Linked DNA regions of Mus musculus: region 2 is linked to region 1. A link is a contact called in public HiChIP or PLAC-seq data. All regions are on one chromosome and are shown on one strand. The core of a region is the stretch at or near the end of the contact, and the rest is flanking DNA. Distances in the headings are between cores, read along the strand shown.

The links. HiChIP or PLAC-seq counts read pairs in DNA pulled down with a chosen protein or histone mark.
Region 2: an H3K4me3 HiChIP or PLAC-seq map of embryonic limb bud shows a contact between it and region 1, with 4 times the contacts expected there. The contact joins two enhancer-like sites. A contact is called at or near these places in 4 of 115 datasets of contacts at active chromatin or transcription factors (craniofacial prominence, effector CD8 T cells, embryonic limb bud and 1 more) and 2 of 9 other capture datasets (adipose tissue and liver).

Annotation. Positions count from the first base shown.
Region 1 is chr9:32,548,813-32,551,411 of GRCm38.p6, reverse strand. No RefSeq gene overlaps it. Among named protein-coding and RNA genes, the nearest start is that of Fli1, 8.7 kb to the right of the region's middle. Within about 2 kb of position 1,286, at least 37 of the 459 cell types and tissues checked have an H3K27ac peak or open chromatin away from gene starts, as enhancers often do. A contact at or near this core is called in craniofacial prominence and embryonic limb bud, where this site is marked.
Region 2 is chr9:32,986,025-32,988,623 of GRCm38.p6, reverse strand. No RefSeq gene overlaps it. Among named protein-coding and RNA genes, the nearest start is that of Gm27166, 44 kb to the left of the region's middle. Within about 2 kb of position 1,288, at least 52 of the 459 cell types and tissues checked have an H3K27ac peak or open chromatin away from gene starts, as enhancers often do. A contact at or near this core is called in craniofacial prominence and embryonic limb bud, where this site is marked.

The DNA of each region.
Region 1 (2,599 bases), core at 37-2,536:
TGAGGAAGGTTGAGGACTGCTGAACAGTAAGTCGGTGGCCTCTTACTAGTCTCCCTTTTAAAAAGGCAGGAGCTGGTAACAAACCTGTGATCTTGGGAGGCTTGCATTGGAGGAGCTCAAGTTCAAGACTGGCCTGGACAACTTAATGAGAACCTGTCTCAAAATTAAAAGTGAAAAGAAGGCTTTGATATAGAGCACTTGCCCAGCCATTGGTCCAACCCCTACTATCAATCCTGAAAAATATAGAAATAGATAAATAAATAGGAAGACGGAAGACGGAGGGCTGGGGTTGGGGGGGGGGGACCGACCAGGGATGGTAAGGCACTAAACAATTTGTTTGGCTCTCATTTCCTCTAGAATACCTGAAGCCCTTCAGACCTCTCTACTTTCCTAAAGAAAGCTTATCTTTAAGAACACGGGATGTACATGTAGACAGTAATTTCTATTGACCATTGTTTGAAATAGTATGCTGTCCCTTTGGGAAAGACGACATCTCCCCAAGAATCCTAAGAGCAGAATTCCAGGGACCCTGGCTCCGGACTGTTAGCCCCCTCCCTTCCTCTGAGGTCTTGTTTTCCTAAGCTACAGTCAGGAATGTGTAGGGAGGGGCAACGTGGTTGTGGGCAAAGATCCCGGGCTGCTCCAGTCACCAGTCCCAGCCTGGCCTTTCACCTTCTAGCTCTTGGGTCTGCTCTTATTAAGGAGCAAAATGTTTCAATATGTGGCGCTTTGGGGGAGGGACGGGAGAGAAAATCGGGATATTGTTGAGAAGGAAATAATGAATAACGCCCTCCAGTCTTGAGCAGAGCCCCCCACGCGGGCAGATCTGGGCAGATAAAGTATGCTTTCTCCTGATATGGAATTCTGTCCCATGCCTTTTGGTTAGAAATGTCCAGAGTCTGTAGGGAAAGCAGGGAGTTCAGGGGAATGATGCTAAACTAGCTTTGTAAAGATTCCAGAACCAAAGCACCCAGGAATCTGGGCACTCCAGAAGGAAGGGAAGGAACAGCACAAAAGTGTGCGCCTGCTGCTATTTTTACAAATTACTATGCCTCCATCTCCACTTTCTGTTGCCCCTGCCTTTGCCCAGATACCTAACTAAAAATCTAAGACTCACTACTGTGGTCCCTAAGAGAGAGATCCAGGCAGGCCAGGTGAGCAGTTTCCCCTGGAGACTCTTGAAGGGGAGTGTAAAAATGTGAAATCTGCCCAGCCCATTATACAAAAGGCAACTGGACCACATTGCCAGGCATCCTTGGGGAATAGCCTGTTGGGGGCAGGGGAAGGCATCTGATCAGACCAAGGTCTCTGAAACCTGAGCCCTGTCCAAGGCCCTTCTACAAGGGGAAAGAGAAGAAACGAGTAACATTTTAAATCCCAAGAAAACAGAAGTTGAGGCCAAAACAACTTGTTAGTGAGTGCTTTTCAATGCCTGAGCTCCTGAGAAAAGACTCAACATAGAGATATCTCCCTGGTGGCTGTATTTTGCCCAGCTCTGAAAGAGAAGGTAGCCGGAGAATGTATTCCTGAGAGGATCAGATAAGGGGAAAGTGGGAAAACAGGAGCCTGAATGGGCATGAGTGTGTGTGCTACTAGAAGGCCAAGTCTGGAGAGCCATTATTTACATAGCAATACATTCAAACTTTCCCAGAAGTGTTCAGCCTGGGCTCTTTAGTCTGTGTGTCTGTGTGTGATGCTGTGTGGTTTCTAAGTATTCCTAGAGATTTCCTGGTAACAACAGGAGGTTTCTGGAAAGGCAGCTGGGGACAGATGGGTGGCTGTCTTTTTAGAACAATTCTGTCAGACAGCAGTTGAAATATTGATAAGAAACCGGAAATCAAATTACCAGAGGGGAAAGCCAAAGGAGGAAGAGGTAGGGGGGATGCACAGAGCTGACTGGACCACGGACCACCACGGCAAGCTAGGAAGGCTGCTGTGAAAATTCTGGCGGCTGCAGCAGAGGTTCCGGTGTGCCTGAGCAGAGGCTGCATCTGAGCTTTGAGCAAAGAAGAACCATCAGGTTTAATTCTTCATTGTCAAAGTTCCACAGAGCTGGGTCATAGAATACTGTTGCATCCACAGCCAGGACATCCTAGAGCTCTCTCGGCTTTGTTGGTAAGGGTGTCTTTTAAGGTGAGTGTCCTCTGGCATCTACTGGCTCCTGCCCTTCTGAGAGTCCCTCCCTCCCTCCCTCCCTCCCTCCCTCCCTCCCTCCCTCCCTCCCTCCCTCCCTCCCTTGACTGCCCTGGTGCCCTGGTTGGGGATCTCTTCCTCCTGTTCATTTCTTTTACCCTCCCTGCACTGGTGTTCAGAGAAAATGGGGAGAGTGAAGAAAGAGGTCTGAATCAGCAAGGGAAACGCATGTGCCAGAGAACAAGTACCTAGTCCCTGAAGTAGTGAGTGCCTGTGTTGTGGCTTCAGGAGTCAAAAAAGCTGGAATTTGTTAGTAGGGAGAAAAGTACTTTATCAGAAACACATTGGCTGCTGGAGAAGCTGTGGGATTGCCTTGTTAAAGGTGGTTTCGGAGAAGGGAGGAAAGGAGGGAGATGGAGGCAGCCCCCCAGTCTTAAAGCAGAGGACAGACCTGCACAGGCAGAGG
Region 2 (2,599 bases), core at 39-2,538, 440 kb before region 1:
CAAATTCTCAAATACACATACACACACACAAACACACATACACGCACACATACATATGCATACACATGTATACACACAAATGCATACATATGTATATGTTTGTAAGAATAATTAATGAAAAATAGGTCATAAATTTGAAAGAAATCAAGTAAGGATAAGGAAAGTAGGAAAGGAAAGGGAGAAATGATGTGATTATATTAGAATCTAAAAAATATAAAATGAAGAATTAAGAAATAAAATTTAAAAAGGCTTTTTGAATTATATATAGTTATAACAACTTTGCCTTCATATTGTCACAAGGATTATTCAGGCATGTTGAAATGGTATTTCTAGTCAGATAATTCATTGGTCTGGAATAGTGACCTGTGGATTAAAGAATGCTGCTAAACCTGCCACAAACCACAGAGAAGTATCATAGTAAACCTTTCCAAACTAGGACAACTAAAATGTCTTCACACATTACCACATCTCTCTTTCTCTAAGTATGAGTACATAGTCTGTCAAAGAACACATAAAACTCTCTTGTCAAACAAACATATCAAGGGCCAAACAAGACTCCCCAAGCATTTAATGCAAGCTCAAAGATCTCACCTCCCACCACAGGAAGCCCCCAAAGTATTGTCTGCCTCAGAAGTGTTACAGTCTTATCTAATGCTCTGCATCTGCTTCTTTCCCTCGGTTACCAAGGAGAAATGGTTGAGCTTTTCAAAGGGGGAAGAAGGGAAGGAAGGAAGAAAGGAGGAAAAGAAGGATGGAGGGAAGGAGTGAGGCAAGGATGAGGGACAGAGGGAAAAGAAGAAGGAGAGAGAAATGAGAGAGATGGGAGAGAGAGAGAGAAAGAGAGAGAGAAAGAGAGAGAGAGAGAGAGAGAGAGAGAGAGAGAGAGAGATGTTCAGCTCTGGAAACTTTCAGTCTTTGATCAGCGGGTGAAGAGGCAGAAGTGAATTAGTGCACGTTCCCAGGCTGGATGTACTGTGGATGTGCTGCTGTCCAGACTGTGTTCTGGATCAGTCCCCTCTCCCGACTGCAGAAGCTCCTTGGCATGTCTCAGAGCAGACAAAGCCCTGATGGAAAGTAACAGGAAGACTGAGCTGATTCCAGGGAGTTTGATTTATCGGGACTACTGGCATTTGCCAAAGCAAGTGGTCTGTTTCGATGAGATGTTTCCCAGGCAGGAGGAAAGGAAAAAAAAAAAAAAAAAAAAAAAGATCATCTGGCTTGATCCCCTTGGCTCTTGGAAACTGAATATCATTGGTTCCCCACAGCAGAGAGGAAAAGGAAGGGGGGGGAGGAGGACTCTATCCACAGCAGGCTGCAAGTGTCTTACCTAAGACTCAACCCCAGCTCCTATCAGCTCCTCAAGGACTTCTATTTCTTTACACTAGTAATGTTAATAAACTCATGTTTTACACTCCCGACTTAAAAATGCTGGCTGTCTAACTCTCCTAGCGAAACTCTCCTCATCCTGTCTCCCTCTCCTTCCCATCCTCCAGCTCCAGGTCCACTCCCATCTGTTTTCTGTTAGGAGTTCATTTTCAGAGTGCAGGCTGGTGGAATTTGGAGTTCAGACCCCCTCGAGTGATGAGAGTCCTGGGGCTGCTGAAGGTCCCTTCACTTGGTTCCTGCCACCTCCCCCTCCTTCCCCTCCCAATGCCCCACTCGCCCTTGTGCAATAACATGCTAGAGCCCACATCTGTTTCCAATTCCATGTTCATTTGAACTGCTCTGGGAAAATGGAAGCTCTCACTAAAGGCCGGGGTCTTAAAGCAACAGCATGAATACAGATACCTTTATTTGTATATATATTTTCATCCATATCTGATCTGGAGTCAACGAAGAGCTTACCATTTGTACAGGTTGATATAATTGTGGATTCATAAGTCCTTCCTTCTGGGCTCTAATGATCATCTCTGCCCAAGTTCTTATCTAGGGATTTTACCTGAATCCTACAATCCTAATTAGCAGAGTGTGAGTTCTGAAGGTACTGCTTTAGTCTTCAATGTATTGTCTGATTACAACTATAGGTGTTTTCTTATAAGGGCAATAATGTAGGAGAACAGAAACTTCCAAAATAACGGATGGGTGATATATGGCATGTGTCCTCTAGCACGGAAACATAGATGCATACTCATCTTTCAGGAAGAGCACACAGTGGTCCTCAGAAAAAAGGAGAGAGATTATCCTCAGCCAGAGAAAGGTGTCATGGTCATAATTGTGACACCGTTGTCTCTGTTTTATAGGTTATGGTTACATGAACTCAAAACATGAACCCAAAAAAACTTCAGAGTTCATAAGATCCTAGAAAAGGGAACTTTCTTCTCATAAAAAGAAACCCCAGTGGTTGGCAGTGACCATAGCATGATGGAGAGTCCTCACTGTCACTTTGCCTGGATTAAAAACCACCATAGAAGTATATCTGGCTTTGTCTATGAGGCTGTTTCTCAAAAGGTTTAACTAGGGCAATATGATCTGCCCTGACTGTACAAGGCACTGTTTTATGGGCTCAGGGAGAAAGCCCTCAAAGGGCCAGCATTTATCACTCTGTGCTTCCTTGTAAACATCAAATGTAACAAATTAATGACAACTTAATCCTTTGTCA